Regions from separate parts of the Macaca mulatta genome. Here region 2 is linked to region 1. Evidence: chromatin contacts called from public Hi-C data. All regions are on one chromosome and are shown on one strand. The core of a region is the stretch at or near the end of the contact, and the rest is flanking DNA. Distances in the headings are between cores, read along the strand shown. Region 1 holds the start of KLHL24 (kelch like family member 24). Region 2 holds the start of YEATS2 (YEATS domain containing 2).

Region 1 (2,700 bases), core at 198-2,697:
AAATACAAAGACGTGATTTTTGAAAAGCTGCCCACAAGAGCAAGTGATTTAATCATTAAAATCCACTAAAATCAATTGTGAACAGCCACTGCCTCAGGGGCGACCGCGGGGCCCCCTAAGATGTGGCACTGTGATCTATATTTAGCTATCTAAACACGTTTACAGAACTGGCAACAACGAATTCGCAGGACTTCCTGAGCACCACCCCGGCAGATAACGCGACACTAGTTAAAGGGTGTTAATTTTCCGGTCCTCGGAGGGCGGGCCACGGTTGCCGACCGCTGCGTGCCCAGAACTGCCTGCAGGATCAGGCAGCAGCCGCGGCAGCCACGGAGGCTCCCAGCCACCCGCCGCAGGGGCGGGAGCGCGCGCCGCCCGCATCCGCGCCGCCAGGCTCCACTCGGCCGCAGCTGCAAGAGCAGCGAGAGCGCGCGCTCCCGCGCGTCCTACAGATCACCTTCAAGGGGGCGGGAAGAATGGCCCCGGACAGGCCCACCTAGTGACAATAAAAACTCGCCAATAAAAACTCGAACTCGCCCTCGGGTACCGCCCACAAGCCGCCGCAGGCGCCCAATCCCCGCCGCGTTAACAGTCTTCACCCGGGGTGTCCAGAACTTGGGGGCGGGTCCATTAGGAACTAAATTAAGAAACCAAGTCCTGGAGTGGTAAGAAGGTGGGGAGGTTAGGCGGGGACTGCGGCGGCTGAACGCCCGCTCCCCCGCCCGCCCTGGCTCCCCCGGGACGGCCGCAGCGAGCCCGGTGTCGCGATCGTGGTAAACAAAGGCTCGCAGGGGACGGGGGCGGGGGTAACGGTCAGGTGACAGTGCCGAGCGCATTTCGCAATCGCTTTAATGGGGCTTCGCTGGCCCGCTGCCCCGGGAACCCCACCTTGACCCCGTCATTCCTCCCGGACAGAACCGACGGTCGTCCCACCAAACGGGAAGGCTGGATTTGAGGCGGTCCCACTCCCCCGCGCTTCCTGAAATAAAAAGCAGCGCCCCGTTCGCAGCCCATCGGCAACAAGCAGCACCCCCGGCGGCGCCCGGCCCCGCGGCGACTAGGCGACCGCACCTGCGGCTACCCCCAGTCCCGGCGGCCACCCCCTCCCACCTCGCCCTTGCCAGGCCGCGCCAGCCGCGCCACGGTTCCGGGCCGTAGTGCCAGGAGGCGCGGGCGCCCTCCCTCAGGGCTGTAGCTACCGAGCAGGGAGGAAGAACCCCCAGGGAGACCTGGAGGCCCCTCGCCTCAGAAAGGGGCCCTGCAGACCAGCTGCAGCCTCTCCGCAGACCGCCAATCTGGCTCCGAGAGGCCGGCCGCCGCTGGCTGCCCTCCCGCAGACACCCCGGTGGTCAGGACCGCCGCCGCCCCTCCGCCCCTGAGGACTCAGACTCTGGCCGGTTCCTCGCCTTTCGGCCGGTCCCGGAGCTGTCACCCCCGGTACCTCTCGGCGAAGGCTGGAAGCAGCCAGCAGCGGCGAACCCCGCGGTTCCTCAGCCGCCGGCGGCGCAGCGCACTCTCCAGCGCCGGCGTCTTCTCCAGCCACCAGTCTCTGCCGCAGCTCACAACAAAGGAAACATGTGACCCTCCGGGCCAAAACACTGAGCGTCACCGACCCCTGGCCAATCCGGGTGGGCGTCCTCCGCCCCGGGGGACCCCGGGAGATGTAGTTCTCGCTTCCCGGTGGCCTCCGGGGCCACCCGGGGCTCCAGCTATGGGGTGGGTGTCGGGCGCCAGGAGGACTAGACCCACTCCAAGGGCTGCTGACTCAAAAACACTTTGTTTTAAGTAGAGATAGTTAAAAAAAATGCCTTTTGTGTAAGGAGCCGAGTGAGAAGCCGGAGTCGTTTGTTTCTTTCCCTCAAAGGCCCCTGCCACGTCCCAAGGAAAAAGCCCCGCGATCAGCCCTTCGACTTTAAAGCTTGGGTAGAAGCTTAGAGAGCTTTTTGTTTGACCCTTTGATAGACAATCGGAAATCCTCAGGCCTGAAGGGTGGACGAGACTAAAACCCTAGTCCCTAGAAGGAGCAAGGAAAACCACCTCTTTTTTTGATAAAGCTGTTACTGTCACTGGTATCAAATCCTAGGTTACCTTTTTATTTTAAACGCACATGCACGTCGACCAAAGCTGTCACAAATCCCTGTTTTCCAAGGTAGATGGAGTCCCTAAAGGGCATTATTTTGTCGTTTTGTGTCTGTAAGCTTTTTGTTTTGTTTTGAGACAGAATGGCGCGATCTCGGCTCACTGCAACGTCTGCCGGGTTCGCGCCATTCTCCTTCCTTAGAGTAGCTGAGGCTACAGGCGCCCGCCAACACGCCCAGGTAATGTTTTGTATTTTTAGTAGAGACTGTGTTGGCCAGGCTGGTCTCGAACTCCTGGCCTCAAGTGATCCGCTGTCCTTGGCCTCCCACAGTGCTAGGATTACAGGCATGAGCCACGGCGCCCTGCCTGCAAGTATTCTTTTAAAGGATGAATATGCCTCCTGATTTTGCAACCATTTAACTAGCTTTTGGTTTCTGATACCAAATTAAAAAATCTCTATCTTCTACATGTCAAGAATACAGTCATGCCTCTATTAAATTAGGGGTTGTGTTCTGATGACCAGATGACCAGAGGTGGAAATAATATGGAAGGCCTATATACAGGCCGTTTAAACATACTTTTTAGGCCTCTTTTCCATCTCTTATTCAATTATTTGAGCTA
Region 2 (2,700 bases), core at 36-2,535, 65 kb before region 1:
GTAACTGACCTCGTAGGTTCCTCCCCAGCCCTCTTCCTCTACATAGCAGTCGGATTATGCTACTCGCCTTCTCAAAACCTTCAAAGGTTTCCCGGAAAAACTAAACTCCTAATCAGAGCATCATCTGCCCTATCTTTTAAAGAGTATACACAAACAGGAATATACATCCAAGGGTAATATCTCTAGACCGTAAAACTGCGGGCATTTTTCTCTTGCTTTGCTTGTATTTTTAAATTTTTCTACGCTGAATACTCTCTACTCATTAAGGGGAAATGATATTGCTGAATACTATATGATATTATGGCGCATTTTGTACATGTGAGCGAGAAATGGAAAACGTGGGTCAACTCTGTAACTGCTGAAGGCTTAGATGAAAATACTAGCAAACATCAAACTAAAAAAATGATGTGTCAGGCCTATAAGATCGCTGATGGCATTTCTCTTTCTCTGCTTTCCATTTCTTAACATAATCACATTCATGATGGGGAGAACCTCATTGTCTTCTGCAGTCTGGCCACAGCCCTCCAAGCCAGCCTTTCCTGCAGGAGTCCTCACTTTCCGAGGCTTCCACTCCGCCCCGCACTGCCCGCAGCTCCGGCGCGTTGGCCCCGGCCCCCTCCCTGGAACCCCAAAGCCTCTCTAACCCCTCCCCTCCATCCCGGGAGGGCCGGTGGGGATGGCGACAGGTTGGAGGGGCATTCCAGGATCCTTTCGGTAAACCCACGACTTTCTGGTCCTGGGGCCAAATCTTGCCTCCAAGGCCAAGAGCTTAACATCCCGAAACCTCCGGCCGCTGAGGCTCGGGGACCCGCATCCCCTCAGCGGAGCGCCCCGCTGAAGAGGAAGCCCCCAACTCACGTTCCGATTCCAGGCTCCCGCTTCTGCGGCTCCTCGGCCCGCACCTGGGATCCTCCCTGCCCTCCCCTCCGGCCCGGGGCCTCACCGGGTCCCGCCGCGGCGCAGCCGGCCGATGGGGGAGGGGCGCGCACGTGCCCGCGCCGCCCCCGCCCAAACAATGCCCCAGACAGCAGGGCGCGCGCCCGCGCGGTCCCTTCCTGCGCCCGCCAACACTCACCCTTTCTCCGGGTCTCCAGCTGCAGCGCGGCCCCGCCGGGCGCCGCGAGAGGGTAGAGCGAGGTGAGGGAGCGGGCGAAGCCCCGCGGAGCTGCCCAGCCACGAAACCCCAGCGACCCCCGCAGCCCGCGGAAGCACCCAGATCGGTGGAACCCGCCCGACCCGTTCCGCCCCGCACGTCAGCAGCCGGGCGCGTCGGGGCGCGCGCGGCGGCGGTGGTGGCGGCGGCGCGCGCGCGCGGCCTCGGGGCGGAGCTCGCAGGGATGAGGGCGGGGCGGGGCGGGGCTGGTCCAGGCTGCGACCCCGGCCCGCGAGGCCACTTCCTGGGCAGTGTGGGCGTCGATTCTCGCAAAGGCGTGGTTGTCCATCACTTTTCTGCCCCAGAAGGTGGCGAATTTCAACCCCAAGTTTGACAGAATATTCATTCTGCCGGTATGTATGAGCTTCCCTATTAATTACAATAGTAACAATGATTTTTGTGTGTGCCATCTTTGTCCCAACCCATGTGCTAAGTGCTGCGTATACAAATAACAGTAGTTATTGCTAGCCCATTTTACAGATGAAGAGATTGAGGCAGGGAAGGCTTGAGACTTATCCCAGTCACACTAGTGACAATCCAAGTCCAGTTTTCCATCTAAATATCTCTTGAGGCCAACATTCTCTTTCGTTCTAACTCTACCACCCTCTACCCAAGACCCTGTCATCTCTCTGCCCAGGACTATAAATAGCCTCCCAACTGGTCTTCGGGGATCTTCTGTTCCCCTTCAATCCCTCCTCACTGTATAAAGATTTACTACTGGAGCTGATTTTTTAATACTTTACCTACATGTTATCAAATTTTTATGTATTTAATGTTTTTATCTACACATAATACATGTAAATGGTGTTTTGTTTTTTGTGGTTTTTTTCTTTTTTTTTTTTTTGAGAGAGTCTCCCTCTGTTGCCCAGGCTGGAGTGCAGTGGCATGATCTCGGCTCACTGCAGTCTCTGCCTCCCTGATTCAAGTGATTCTCCTGCATCAGCCTCCCAAGTAGCTGGGATTATAGGCATGCACCACCACGCCCAGCTCATTTTTGTATTTTTAGTAGAGAGAGGGTTTCACCATGTTGGCCAGGCTGCTCTCAAACTCCTGACCTCAGGTGATCCACCCTCCTCAGCCTCCCAAAGTGCTGGGATTACAGGCATGAGCCACCACCCCCAGACTAATTTTTTTTTTTTAAAGACAGGTCTGACTATCACCACAGCTAGTCTCACACTTCCAGGCTCGAGAGATCCTCCTGGATGGGCGTGGTGGCTCACGCCTGTAATCCCAGCACTTTGGGAGGCTGAGGCGGGCAGATCACCTAAGGTCAGCAGTTCAAGACCAACCTGGCCAACATGGTGAAACGCCATCTCTACTAAAAATACAAAAATTAGCCAGGCATGGTTGCACATGCCTGTAATCCTAACTACTTGGGAAGCTGAGGCAGGAGAATCACAACTCGGGAGGTGGAGGTTGCAGTGAACCATTGCACTCCAGCATGGGCAACAAAAGTGAAACTCCATCTCAAAAACAAATAAACAGGGCCCGGCGCGGTGGCTCAAGCCTGTGATCCCAGCACTTTGGGAGGCCGAGACGGGCGGATC

The links. A called contact is a pair of places that touch in the nucleus more often than the background predicts.
Region 2: a contact with region 1 is called in a Hi-C map of fetal cortex germinal zone, with 2.9 times the contacts expected there. The contact joins the promoter of YEATS2 here to the promoter of KLHL24 in region 1. A contact is called at or near these places in 6 of 14 Hi-C or Micro-C datasets (blood, cortical neurons, fetal cortex germinal zone and 3 more).

What each region holds. Positions count from the first base shown.
Region 1 is chr2:95,770,340-95,773,039 of T2T-MMU8v2.0, reverse strand. KLHL24 (kelch like family member 24) reads right to left here and starts at 1,447. Exons shown (of 8, transcript NM_001260584.1): 1 at 1,407-1,447. It overlaps LOC144339063 (a long non-coding RNA gene), which reads left to right and starts at 638. Exons shown (of 2, transcript XR_013413718.1): 1 at 638-773; 2 at 916-1,828.
Region 2 is chr2:95,835,186-95,837,885 of T2T-MMU8v2.0, reverse strand. It overlaps YEATS2 (YEATS domain containing 2), which reads right to left and starts at 1,285. Exons shown (of 32, transcript XM_077991797.1): 1 at 1,076-1,285. It overlaps LOC144339067 (a long non-coding RNA gene), which reads left to right and starts at 1,278. Exons shown (of 3, transcript XR_013413723.1): 1 at 1,278-1,506.